Linked DNA regions of Mus musculus: all the other regions are linked to region 1. The links are chromatin contacts, called in public Hi-C and HiChIP or PLAC-seq maps. All regions are on one chromosome and are shown on one strand. The core of a region is the stretch at or near the end of the contact, and the rest is flanking DNA. Distances in the headings are between cores, read along the strand shown.

Evidence for each region. Hi-C and Micro-C count contacts between places; a contact is called where the count stands out from the background. HiChIP or PLAC-seq counts read pairs in DNA pulled down with a chosen protein or histone mark.
Region 2: a contact with region 1 is called in a Hi-C map of embryonic stem cells, with 4 times the contacts expected there. The contact joins two enhancer-like sites. A contact is called at or near these places in 3 of 15 datasets of contacts at CTCF or cohesin (embryonic stem cells, large pre-B cells and pro-B cells), 42 of 484 Hi-C or Micro-C datasets (B cells, the Ba/F3 cell line, the C10 cell line and 25 more), 5 of 115 datasets of contacts at active chromatin or transcription factors (astrocytes, embryonic stem cells, epiblast stem cells and 1 more) and 1 of 9 other capture datasets (embryonic stem cells).
Region 3: an H3K27ac HiChIP or PLAC-seq map of epiblast stem cells shows a contact between it and region 1, with 4 times the contacts expected there. The contact joins two enhancer-like sites. A contact is called at or near these places in 4 of 115 datasets of contacts at active chromatin or transcription factors (bone marrow-derived macrophages, embryonic stem cells, epiblast stem cells and 1 more).
Region 4: an H3K27ac HiChIP or PLAC-seq map of embryonic stem cells shows a contact between it and region 1, with 2.1 times the contacts expected there. The contact joins two enhancer-like sites.
Region 5: a Hi-C map of the HPC-7 cell line shows a contact between it and region 1, with 5 times the contacts expected there. The contact joins two enhancer-like sites.

Annotation. Positions count from the first base shown.
Region 1 is chr1:58,760,275-58,762,837 of GRCm38.p6, reverse strand. No RefSeq gene overlaps it. Among named protein-coding and RNA genes, the nearest start is that of Gm39646, 30 kb to the left of the region's middle. Within about 2 kb of position 1,292, at least 105 of the 459 cell types and tissues checked have an H3K27ac peak or open chromatin away from gene starts, as enhancers often do. A contact at or near this core is called in the HPC-7 cell line, embryonic stem cells and epiblast stem cells, where this site is marked.
Region 2 is chr1:59,607,796-59,610,358 of GRCm38.p6, reverse strand. It overlaps Gm973 (predicted gene 973), which reads right to left. Exons shown (of 19, transcript NM_001357842.1): 11 at 2,554-2,563. Among named protein-coding and RNA genes, the nearest start is that of Gm33833, 11 kb to the left of the region's middle. Within about 2 kb of position 1,293, at least 51 of the 459 cell types and tissues checked have an H3K27ac peak or open chromatin away from gene starts, as enhancers often do. A contact at or near this core is called in embryonic stem cells, where this site is marked.
Region 3 is chr1:59,591,019-59,593,581 of GRCm38.p6, reverse strand. The region is part of intron 10 of Gm973 (predicted gene 973); the gene reads right to left. It overlaps Gm39648 (a long non-coding RNA gene), which reads left to right. Exons shown (of 3, transcript XR_865454.2): 1 at 1-1,906; 2 at 2,104-2,214. Among named protein-coding and RNA genes, the nearest start is that of Gm39648, 3.9 kb to the left of the region's middle. Within about 2 kb of position 1,286, at least 32 of the 459 cell types and tissues checked have an H3K27ac peak or open chromatin away from gene starts, as enhancers often do. A contact at or near this core is called in epiblast stem cells, where this site is marked.
Region 4 is chr1:59,321,430-59,323,992 of GRCm38.p6, reverse strand. The region is part of intron 10 of Cdk15 (cyclin-dependent kinase 15); the gene reads right to left. Among named protein-coding and RNA genes, the nearest start is that of Gm51625, 46 kb to the left of the region's middle. Within about 2 kb of position 1,267, at least 65 of the 459 cell types and tissues checked have an H3K27ac peak or open chromatin away from gene starts, as enhancers often do. A contact at or near this core is called in embryonic stem cells, where this site is marked.
Region 5 is chr1:59,304,990-59,307,552 of GRCm38.p6, reverse strand. The region is part of intron 9 of Cdk15 (cyclin-dependent kinase 15); the gene reads right to left. Among named protein-coding and RNA genes, the nearest start is that of Cdk15, 49 kb to the right of the region's middle. Within about 2 kb of position 1,267, at least 1 of the 459 cell types and tissues checked has an H3K27ac peak or open chromatin away from gene starts, as enhancers often do. A contact at or near this core is called in the HPC-7 cell line, where this site is marked.

The DNA.
Region 1 (2,563 bases), core at 43-2,542:
CTGCCCCACACCTGGAGGCCAGAGTTTGAGCTTGATCATTGCTAATTTGCAACTGAATAGAGTACCTGGACGTCCACAAAGAAGCTTTTATCCTGTTGTTTTTCAACTGTCTCAACTTTGTTTTTTCAAGCAGATCCTTCAATGCCTTACAGCCTGTTTTCAGCAAGCATGCAGCTCCGCCTCCAGCAAGCGCAGGTGGCAGAAATTCATCGATATGAAGAAGCATATTGAGTATATATTGTGGCTGTGGTCTGATTTGGGAATAAGGTGTGCTATAAGAGCTGGTCAGTCAATGATGGGCAACCAGATTTCGGAACTATATCAATCTAAGACAGAGGTACATGCCAAGAGGCTGTGGTTTATTAGTAATACACCACAGAGCCATGTTTGTGCAAAATAAACACAAACAAGCTGCATATATTCTTCTTGAAGGATAAAAATTGTTCGGGAAAATCTGAGATTTCCCAAGCCAGGCGTGGCCGCCAGCCACCATAACTCCCAGGCAGGACTAAGCATAAACAATTTTTATGCCCAGTCCAGATAATTTTTAGTATATATTTAGGGAGGAATTGTAGCTTCCCTCAGCCTTGAAGCAGGCTGATTCAGACTTTACTGCCACTGAATATGAGATCATCTGGGGTGTAGCCTTCCAATTTAGATGGCTATATTGTTATGTCAACTACTGCTGCTCTTCTCTGAGACTCTACTACCTGCTGAGAGACCCTTGAGACATTCCGGAGACACATCCTATTATGCACATCGCCTACTGGCTGGCTCCAGGCACCAAGAATGGATTGGCAGGGGATGGGCCTCCCCTCTTTATAAGCACAGACTCTTAGTAAACTTTGGGGCCTTGATCAGAGAAAAATTTGTCTTGGCCTCATTCTTTTCTCGCCATCTAGTTTCTTTCAGCCCCAGCCTGCCTTTCAGGAGTACCTGGTTCATGTAAGCCACGGGTGGCTTACAGTTACACAAGGTAAGGGGATCCCCTCCCTTCTTTTGTCCCCAAGGAGTCTCCCTGCCTTTCTATCCTGGAATGAGCTTGGCCTTTAGTCTCAGATGGATCTGCCTCCCACTAAGAACTCTGGCACCTTCCTTTGTGAAGTAATCCACAGGAAGCAAGCCAGTGCACATGACATTTGCACACAAAGCAAGTGCTCTATAGACATTAACTCCTTCCCCTCCAGCCGCTAGGGGGTAGCCTCTTCCTGCTGCCACCAGGGCAGACCAGGAAGCTTGGTTTTAGCCAGGCTTCTGACCAATCCAGACACAATGTGGACTAGAAGCCAACTGCTCAGGGCACATGATTCTCCTTCCTCCAAACCTTTGTGGAAGTCACTGACACTACAGTGGGGAATGCCCTCCTCCACCTCAGCTTCCTGGGGCACTCAGTCCCCAAGTCTGAGTCACACCTGGCTCAATCACACCCAGTCAGGCAATTGTTTCTTATTGCCTGATTCAGTGCTTTGTCATTTATTAATTTTATTGTTTGAAAAATACCATTTGTGTTGATACTTTCTGCACACAAGGGTTATGAAAATCAACTGAATTGACATATGAGAAATATTTAAAACAGCTGCTAGTGCTCAGAGTAACACAAGTGGAGAGAAATATGTACGTGTGTGTGTGTGTGTGTGTGTGTGTGTGTGTGTGTGTGTGTGTGTGTGTGTTGGGTAGAGAGGAGAGAAAGAGAGAGTGGCAACCTGGTCTACAGAGTGAGTGCCAGGATAGCCAGGGCTACACAGGAGAAACCCTGTCTTGAAAAACAAACAAGCAAAAAGGACAAAAAAGTATATATTAAGGGAATTTGTTGTGATGATTTCCAGCCTGCAGTCCAACTAACCCAACAATGGGCAGCTGTGGATGGGAAGTCCAAGAATCTAGTAGTTACTCAGAGGCTAGTTGTTTCAGCTGGTGTTCTGTAGAAGTAGATTCCAGCACAGAGATTAACTTGCTGGCAAGTTAATGCAAATGGTGAAGAAGAGCAAATCTTTCTTTCAAGGTCCTTATGTAGGTCTCCAGCAGAAGGTGTGGCCCAGATTAAAGGTGTGAACCATCACGACTGATCTGGTTCTTGCTTTGTCCCAGGTTGACCTTGAACTCAGAGTTCTCCTTGCCTCAGTCTTCTGGGATTAAGGGTGTGTATTACCTTGCCTGGGCCTAAACTTTTCATGGCCACTGTGCCTCAAGATCTCCATGCCAAGATCCAGGTCAGAAACTTGTGTCTTCTAGTCTAAAGATCTTGATCACAGGTGCCCTCCAGTTTTGGATTGTAGTTCATTCCAGATATAGTCAAGTTGACAACCAGGAATGGCCGTTACAAGTATCATGGTGTAGCTTCCCTGTCATTTCTAGGAAACATAATCTCATAGCACAGCTGCAAGTCCCCGGCTTTTATAATGTTTCTGCTCTTCTTTCAGTGATGTTCCCCCAGTCTTAGGTGCAGGAGTTGTGTTGTAGATTTGTCCATTGGGGTTGGGCACCCCACTATCTGCTATTCTCTGTATTTGGGCCAGCTATGGTTTTCTAGGATGGTCTCTGTCTGCTGCATGAACCACAATAA
Region 2 (2,563 bases), core at 44-2,543, 850 kb before region 1:
CTGGCTCACTCCTTATAATAAACCGTGCAGGTCACTACTGAATTTAAAGTAGGAAAAACAACATGACCATTAAGACCAAAGGGGAGAATTGTTCTTTAAACAGCTAAAAGCACTTCCTTGGAATTTCCTTCTTCTTGCCTTCCAAGACCGGAAAGCCTTTCTAAAAATTAGCATTTGTCATTGAGACAGGCACAGGCCTCCGGTGACTTTCTGCAGTGGCATTTCATTGCATTGAGAATGTCTGGCTAACCTCCGAGGACTCGGCCGGAGCCGGCCCTGGCGTCATGAGACAGGAAATCTGTTTTGACTGACTCAGTCATGGCTTAGCTTGGGCCATGTTCTGTGGTGCCTAAAGCCCCCGCTGCACTTGGCTAAGACGCTGGAGCCTGCCAGGGTTCGCATTCTGGATCTGTGATTTACAACAGGGACAATCTGAAGATCAGGGTACATTTTCCTGGCTAGTGTCACTCAGCTTTGAGCATGGAGGTGACAGAGCCTCATGTTAGAAGAATTCTTGCTTAAAATCCTGACCAACCTAGGCCTCATACTCCCAAAATATATTCTTATCAGATACCCACAAAGAATGACATTAAATATCAGTATAGGGCTGGAGAGATGGCTCAGCGGTTAAGAGCATTGGCTCCTCTTGCAGAGGTCCTGGGTTCTATTTCCAGCAAGCACATGGTGGCTCACAACCATCTGTAAGTAGGGTTGCAGGGGATCTGACGCCCTCTGTTGGTCTCCTCAGGCACTGCATGCACATGATACACAGACGTACATGCCGGTAAAACACCCATACACAGAAAATAAAAATAAATACATTTAGAAATAATAAAATCAGTATAAAATTATTTTTGAGTAGGATGGGAAGAAACAGTGGAAGATAAACAGGAAAGATCAAAACCTTCCACTTAAGGAGGCAGAGTCAGTGTTGTTTCACAGTTTGGTAGTGACCACAGAGGGAAGATATTAATTTGCTGCAATGTCCAAATTGAGGTTGGTATTTATTAAGGGACATCATTTTTTTTTTTCGTTCCTCATCACCGCTTAAAGAGTAAAGTTCTTTTACCAGTCCCTGAGGCAGAAAAGGATGCCAGGCGTGGAGAGGTGAAGGTGCTTGTAGCCTGCTACACAGTTCAGGTTCAGTTTAGTAGCACAGACCTGCAGCTGGGCATGCATTCGCTTGTGACTTTAAGGGGCCAGGAAAGAAAAAAGGCGCCCTCTCTGTGAGTCACATGGTTTAGGTTTCAGAGCCCAGGCTGGAGTTCAGGCCCGCTTGCTCCCTCTGCTGTACATTGTGTAGCAACAATAAGCACATGGCTTCTGTCTGGCCTGGAACCCACCCTTAGAAATGTAAGTGGGGCTGGAGAGATGGCTCACTGGTTAAGAGCATTGGCTTCTCTTCCAGAGGTCCTGAGTTCAATTCCCAGCAACCACACGGTGGCTCACAACCATCTGTAATGGGATCTGATGCCCTTGTGATGTGGCTGAAGATAGCAACAGTGTACTCATATACAGAAAATAATCTTGAATGAAAGAAAGAAAGAAAGAAAGAAAGAAAGAAAGAAAGAAAGAAAGGTAAGGGGTTTTCACTTCTGCAAGAAGCAATGACACCCACCTTTAATGCTAATAAGAGGCAGGGGCGGGGGCAGGGGCAGGGGGATTTCTGTGAGTTCCAGGACAGCCAAAGTCACACACTGAGACTGTCTTAAAACACACAAGCAAAACTAAAACTAAAACCGAAACTGAAACCATACCAAACCAAAACTAGAAGCTATAATGGGTAAGGAACAGTCCTGCTGCCAGAGCCCAGTGGGGTAGTAATATGCCTAGGTGCCCACAAAAGCATTGAGAGCCTAATTCAGTCTCTGAGCTATGAACTGTGAGTGCCTCCACACCCAGTGGCCCCAGGCTCAGTATTTCTTAGAACTACTACCACCCGTCATGATCAATATAAACTTGTTTTTGAAGGAAGCCTCCACCAAGGCACACTGTTCGTTTGAGAAAGGATCTCTCTGTAGTGCTGGCTGTCCTGGAACTAAGGAGACCAGGCTGGCCTTGAACTCCCAGAGATCTACCTATCTTTATCTCCCAAGTGCTAGGATTAAAGACCTGTGCCTCTTTGGCATTCTTGCCAGCCAGGGCTCTGGTCGACAGCAGCTAGGCCTCTAAAGAGAAGGTCCTGCTTTCTCGTACCAGCATGTCTGTAGGCATGGAACCCTAGCCGCCTCACCAGCATATGCACACCTCCATGAAAGCAGGAGGTGGAGAAGGGTGGATGCTTGGGGTGGGGGTGGGGTTTGTGTCTGTCCCCGAAGTCTCTACTCTTGTCTCAGTCTGCAGTCTCCAGCAGGAAAGAAATCTTTAAATAATGGAAGAACAGAAAACATGTCGCTTGCATTTGCATTCGACAGACAGAGGCCTCTGCTTCTAACTTCCAGTTCATGCTTTGAAGGGACATGGAAAGACTTCTCTGTTAATGGGTCTGAACAACACCGAGTTCTATCTGGGCAGTCCCAGTGAAAGGATTCACGAATCGCCAGCTCACTCTACCTTGGCTGTC
Region 3 (2,563 bases), core at 37-2,536, 830 kb before region 1:
AACTGGCTCTTGCAGCTCTAGGGTATATTGGGAGCAACACATTGGCATAAAGAGAAACCCAGGGTCACCTTTTCTAAAAGTCAGGAAGGAGAGGAGAGCCCAGGGCTCTCTAGAAGGAAGGGAAAGGGGGTGGGGGTAGGGCTGGAAGGAAGCAGAAGCTCGAAGTTGTTTTTAGTTTTTTTGGTTTTTATTTTTTCATGTGCACACTTTGGTGGAAATGATTTAGAACGGATGGAAAGGTGACATATTTCAGAGAAAAAAACCCAACTCACCCAGCCCCCTCCCCTAGGTTGTGCTGTAAATATTTGACGATTTTGATTTTGAGGTTCTGCTAAGAACTCCTGGGGGCCTTTCTCTGTAGTAACCGAAACAATAGAGACGAACGAGTTAATTTGGTAAGGCTGATCTGGATTGCACAGAACGCCTTGCGCAAGTGCTTGGCATTTAAACAGTTATCTGACATTTAAAAGGAGATGACTGTTAATGAATTCAAGAGCTAATCTTATACTCTGACAGAGTGAGCCATGGAAAATCCAGGATTATTATCTTGCTGTAACCATAATGTGATTTGGTTGAGCTATCAACAGACGGGAGCGACTGGCCGCATACAAATATCCATAGGAACACACGGGAGCCGACTGAAAGGGGAGGCTCATTAAAATTAAGTAAATAGCTTATCATTTCTTTAAGTACTCTCGGGTTGTAATATCCGAACTATAGACTCGGGGAGAACAGCCCCCTAGGCGCTCCTCCTCCTCTCTTGAGATTTCTTAGAGCGTCACAAGTCGCTCTACAAACAGACCTTGGGATATCTCACTTTAAAATGACTGAACCCAAACAGCTACATCTCCACCCATGAGTCCCACAGAGTCACCCAAGACAAGGATCTGTCCTGCGGGGCCTCCCCCTGATGTCTCCCACTCCTTTCTAATTGGGGTTCCCCACTTTTGTAGCTGCCGCTTAATGGCTCCGGCAGGAGCTCCTGCCCCTCATTAAGTCGGCTGCAACACTGGCCGTCTAACCGCCTCGCTTCCCACGCAGCTCACAGCTCCACTCTGCCTGAGAGCCAGTTGCCAAAAGTCTCTGGGAACCTGTGGGCAAGCTGAGCTTTGGGGAGAGAACAGGAGGAGGGAGGGAGAGCCTGGAGAGCCAAGATTTGAAGGGTGTTGGGGAACACACCCCACCATTATCTTAATGCATGGGAGGAGGGGCGGATCGGTGGAGATGTCTTTGTTGAAACCCTGTGGAGTCCTTTAAGTTGCCCCATCAAACCTCTGTGCACCGGGGCATTTGTCCCCTCCTGTGAGCAAACAAAAGGGACAGTCCTGACCACCACATCCCCTCTGTGGCCTTAGCCTCTTATCCTTTGGGAGCTTTGAACCCTGGTGGGGGGTGGAGGTGGGAGAAAGTCGGTTACTAGGTGTAGAGGAGAATGGCTGGGACTTGAACCCCCTCACCCCACAACCAGATCCTGATAATGGGGACTGCAGTTGACTGCAGCCTGACCAGTCAGTCCCTTCTAGGGCTTAGTTGAGTCTTCCTTTGTCAGCCTATGGCGCTAAAATTAGGTAGAATTGGGAACAGGGGCGGGGCTGGGTTGACTGCAACTTTGCTGGCTCCTGGTGATCTGGATTCTCCAAGAGAGAGATCTGTGAGGGCTGAGGTCACTACAAACACTGCCAACTACACCGCCTACACCATCACCACTCAGCCCCTAACCCCCACCCAGCCGCCCCTGAGTGCCTCTCCTACCTGCACAGAGGCCACAAAGGGCTGGGAAGATCCTACCTCAACCCCCCAGCCTCCCAGGGGACAAAGAGTCTGCAGCCTACCGTGCATTTGTCATCCATGTGCTCAGCGTTCTTACTGGGATGTGGCTCCCTTCCACTCATCTCTGCCACCTGAGGTGCCACTGCTCTGTGTGTGTGTGTGTGTGTGTGTGTGTGTGTGTGTGTGTGTGTGTGTGTGTGTGTGTGTGCGCGCGCCTGGCAACTTGTATGGTGTGGGCAGGATGGAGACAGTTGGCCTTTAGCCATTAGAGGGGCTCCTTGTTGTCTCTGTTAAGACTTTTGGTCCCAGCACTTCTTTCTACCTTCCTGATAGAGATGGGGTCTCGGGCTGTCTTTGAATTCCCGTCATAGCTGAAGAGGAACCTGAGCTTCTGCTTCTCTCATCTCTGCTTCCTGAGCTGCCACCGCGCCAGTCTCTGCAGTGGTAAGGATCGAACCCAGGATTTCAAGCACTCGAGGCAAGCAAGGCTCTGCCAACTGGGGGCTCTACCCAAGCCCTTCACCTACTTTTTCATGTCTCAAGTCTATAGCAGTTGGCATTCTCCTCAGTGTTTATGACATTAGCTCACTGGCTACTAAGCCCTGGTCTAAGAAACCCAGTAGTTCTTCTAGTCTTTACCTTTGTGAGGGCTAATTTGGTGCCTTTTTTTTTTTTTTTTTTTTTTTTTTGCTAAGTCACCAAGCTTTCTGTGCCTCAGTTTCTTGACCTACATAAAAGTGCTCACTTCATTGTTCTCAGGAAGATTTTCAGTAATGAACCACAGGGCACTTTA
Region 4 (2,563 bases), core at 18-2,517, 560 kb before region 1:
ATGCAGCAAAAGGGGACCATGCAGGTAGTAGTTTAGTCCCCTTGGTGAGCACTAAGTACAAGTACTAAGTACTTGGTGGGTCAGTTAGTACAAGGCTACTCTGTTTACTAGCCTGTGCCTACATTAAAAATAACTAGTAAAACCAAGATTATCTGGCATCTGCTTAGTGTTTATTTACAAACTGCTTACTGCTGCCTCTTTACTATTCTCCCCAGACAAAAGAAAAAGAAACAGAAAAAGAAAATGGTTCCATATTCAAGCACATCCCAGTTTCCAGCTAACAGAACAGAATCATCGAGAGGTCCGGCAAATGACTTTGACACCTCCTCCAATGAGACAGCGCTTCCTAATCCTTCCCAAACAGTTCCACTAACTGGAGACCCAGCACTCAGATATATAAGCTAATGGGGGCCACTCTCATCTAAACTGCCCACCCACGGCGACCATCTGCCTTGGTTTGTTTTGTGTAGTCAGTGTTCGAGGTATTGCCTTTGCTTTTGTTTGTTTGTTTGTGTGTGTGGATACCCACACTATATGTGTGGACGTACACCATGGTGTGTAAGTGGAGATGGTGAATAACTTTTGGGAGCCAGTTTTTTCCTTCTGTCACCAGGGACTGAACTCAGGCTGCCAGGCTTACACAGCAAGTGCCCTTACTTGCTGGGCCATCCCTCTGCCCCAGAGACTTGTCATTTTAATTTTATTTTTACGTATATGAGTGTTTTGCCTGCACATATGTATGCATACTGTGTGTGTGTGTCTGGTGCTCACAGAGGCCAGACAAGGGTATCAGATCTCCTGCAACTGGAGTTACAGACAGGTGTGAGCTGCCATGTGGTTGCTGGGAATCGAACCCAAGTCCTCTAGAAAAGCAGGAAGTGCTCTTAACATCTGAGACCTCTCTCCAGTTCCAGATTTTTTTTTATGGTGTGATTTAGTAACATGAGCACAAAATCCCAGCTCCAATCTCTCTGCCATTCAGGTGCTCTGGGACTTAGGGGTGAGGATTTCTTAACCTGTCTGGTGAAGCAACAGAGAGTTTCCAGAACTGTAAATGAGAATCATTTTGGAGTATCCGGAAAGATTAGATAAGGCCTCTGGCATGTGGTACAGTCTCAAAAGCTCCTGGTCTCATTGTTTTTCTCTCCTCTCTTCCTTTTGCTCTTGAACAGAGTTTCAGGAGATGGGGCGCAGGCCAACAGGGTAGGGTGGCCTCACCTGCAGAGCTTTTAAAAGAAGGCGGCCTGGCTCCACCCCCTAGAGAGCCTGATTTAACAGGTCTGGGAGGGGCCACACATCGGTTAGTTGTTTGCTGTTATTATGTCTTTAATAGGCTCCAGATGTTGCTAGTGAGGTTAAGGTTGGAGGATTGCTGATCCAGCCCAGAAAGCGGGGCCTAGCACTTGCCAGCAACTCGACATGCTTGCCTGAGCTTCACTTCCGCAACTGCAGCAACCCAGGGAGACTGTTGTGAGAAGTCCATTAACCAGTGTGTATAAAAACTGCAGAACACAACATCAGACTCCTACTTAGTGAGTGAGGTTTTTTTTTTTTTTTTTTCCCCCAAAACAGGAAAGAGAGAATGTAACAAGGGCAAACGAGCCTCTCAGGAATTCCAGATGGATGCCCTTGGACCCCAGGAGGGCAAACAACATTTTGAACTTGAGCCCTCTGGTTCTGTATAGACTGAAATTCAGACTCTCTCCACATCTTTTCTGTAGCTACATCAGCAAAGCAGGCAGGGTCAGTTGGGGAGCTGCTGGGAAGCAGAGCCAAGGCCCACAGCCTGTCTCTGACCTACCCTCCCACTTGCATGCAGATACCCACAAGCCAGATGACCTTGCCTCTTTGCTATTGATTTTTTTTTCAGTAGTTAAGTTTTGAGCGATCAATGAGAGAAAGAGCTATGGACAAACAAGCATCTTACACAGCACCATTTCAAGAGGGTCTGTTTCTCTGGCTTCAGCAGCCTCTAAAAATGCTTTCTTCCAAAGACAATAATAAATCACCAGGGCGGCTTTTCCTCCAACTCCTTCCACAGCAGCTGTCTTAAGTGAGCTCTTATCTGAGTTCAGTTGGAATTCAAGGTAAAATTGAACTGGAAAAGCAGAATATTTAAATTTCTGAGTGAAGCAAAATTCAGATGCGGGCAGAGCTACTGCTCTCCTAATAGAAGATTACCACAGGGTTCTTTGTTTGTTTGCTTGTTTTTTCATCAATGTTTAATAGAACTCATTCCACAACTGACTCAGGAATGGGAACCTTTGGTCCCTGGAGATACGCTGAGTGATCAATTGAGAAAACATCACCTGGACGTTTTGAGCCTAGGCTCAAGGTGAAGCATTTTCTGGTTACTATAGCTTTGCCTCTGTCATCCTAAGGTTATCTTATAGTGCGTTCTATTGAACTACACCCCTGGAATTTCCTGAACACAATGCATTCTTGAGATAACACGTATTTATGCAGTTGATAACTCGGCTAGCCTGATTTTGCTATCTCAAGTATGGCAAGAGTGGACTGCAAGAATCTGCGGCTTTCTCCCTCACCTGAACTGCACTGCACT
Region 5 (2,563 bases), core at 18-2,517, 540 kb before region 1:
TGTTATAAAGCAACAAAATCTGGGCACGGAGATGGCTCAGCAGGTAAAGCAGCTTGTCGCCAGACTGGATGCCTGGGAACCAGCATGGTAGGAGGAGAAAACGGACTACCTCAAGCTACCTTGTAATCTTCATGGTAGGGCTCCCTCCCCTACCCCAAAATACATGGGGGGAAAAAAAAAACAACAAAGTCATCTAATCTGATCATTTTGTCCACTTTCCCTCAGAATACAGAACTAGAGATGCAACTGGAGTTCTGCCTGAGTAAAATGAATCTGGCCATAATACATAGCTAAACACTAGAGAGCTATCTTCCTGGGACAGGGGGAAGTCCACGGTGAGCCGTGCAGCTATTCAGACTCCAGAAATAACTAACTAAAAGGGAAAAGCCGATGAATAGAGGAGAATATTATGATTTAAAAGTACAGGAACACTGGGCAGTGGTGGTGTACACCTTTAATCCCAACACTTGGGAGGCAGAGGCAGGTGGATTTCTGAGTTCAAGGCCAGCCTGGTCTACAGAGTGAGTTCCAGGACAGCCAGGGCTACACAGAGAAACCCTGTCCCAAAAAACCAAAAATCAAACCAAACCGAAGCAAAAAAAAAAAACCAACCAAACAACCAAATAAGCAAGAAAAAAACTACAGGAACTGGGGCTAGGGCTGGGGCGATGGCTCAGTGGTTAAAAAGTACTTTCTGCTCTTCCAGAGGACCTGGGTTCAGCTCTCGAAACTAACATCAGGAAGCTCACTACATCTAACTGTATCTTTGGAACATCTGGCGCACTCTTCTGGCTTCCATGGCATGAACATGCACACGTACACACACACACACACACACACACACACACACACACACACACACATCACAGACATTAGACAAATCTTTTTTAAAATGATAGGAGCTACAGTATTCTCTTTGCATGTTGTTTGTAGAAGCCAGGGAATAAAGCACACCTTAAGACAGCGAGACTCACAGAGTTTGGGTATAGTCATGTTCTTTGTTATACCCGAAGTTAGAGCTGTGTTCGGAATGCATGAGTTCTGACTCCAGGCCAGTATTATTTCTCAGATGCCTACTTGATTTAAATTTGAAATAACTTGCCATAAATGTCAAAATAAACTCCCTGGTTTACTTTAGCGTGCTGAAGATAAAGACAGGCATGAAGATGGCTTTCTGGGCAGGACCCGTGGGGGAACTCGTTAGACACACTCGCTTTTGCACAGCACTCATTTTCTGGTGTTTTATCTCCAGACTCCAGCGCAGACTCCTGCATGCACTGGGCTACACAAATATTCGTCACGTGGCAGTGTCACTCACCAAGGACCAACAGCTAGAGAGCCAGGGGAACATCTAAGCCACTCTTCCTGATTTCTGAGCACAAAGAACTGCAAAGTGGTTGTTTTTGAAGTGCGTGGTTATTTAAATTTTACAAAATTTTTATTTTACTTATTTATTTATTCGAGACAGGGTTTCTCTGTAGCCCTGGCTGTCCTGGAACTCACTCTGTAGACCAGGCTGGCCTCAAACTCAGAAACCCACCTGCTTCTGCCTCCCAAGTGCTGGGATTAAAGGCGTGCACCACCACACCCGGCTCCAAATGTTTTTTAAAAACTTGGTTTATATACAGTTCTCCAAACACTAATGGAAGCCATCCAGAGCTATACAGAGAAACCCTGTCTCGAAAAACTAAAACCAACCAACAAACAAAAAAAGTTAATGGAACCTGTAAATATACTTACATTCTTTTCAAATATGATATTTTACAAACATTCTAACAGCACGTGTCACTTCAGCATAGCGTGCATTAGCTATGTTCATGTGTTTCCTTTTACAGTATGCTCAGTTCACATCTGCTCACATAGGTTTCACTGGGATGTCAGTCATCATGCTACTCTGATTGAAAAACATGTGTCTCAGAGTCCCTTTTTCTCTGTTACTTTTTGCTTCTCATAATCTCCAGAGAATACCTATATATGGTTAATGTTCATATATAATAAATAACTAGGTAGAAAAGAAATCTTCAAGTGTGTGAAGGGCCATCGCAGGGTGGAGAGTAGCCATCCCACTTGTCCTCGCTTGGTGACGAGCAGAGCAAGAGCAGCTACATTATTGAAGCATCTTTATAACGGTGTATGAAAGAAGACAGCAAGTGTATAGTCACGTCTACACTGTGTGTATGTATGTGTGTGTGTGTGTGTGTGTGTGTATGTGTGAGTGTGTGTGTATGTGTGAGTGTGTGTGTGTGTGAGTGTGTGTGTGTGTATGTGTGAGTGTGTGTGTGTATGTGTGAGTGTGTGTGTGTGTGAGTGTGTGTGTGTGTATGTGTGAGTGTGTGTGTGTATGTGTGAGTGTGTGTGTATGTGTGAGTGTGTGTGTGTGTGTATGTGTGAGTGTGTGTGTGTATGTGTGAGTGTGTGTGTGTGTATGTGTGAGTGTGTGTGTGTGTATGTGTGAGTGTGTGTGTGTGTATGTGTGAGTGTGTGTGTGTATGTGTGTGGGTGTGTGTGTATGTGTGTGTGGGTGTGTGTATGTGTGAGTGTGTGTGTGTATGTATGTGTGGGT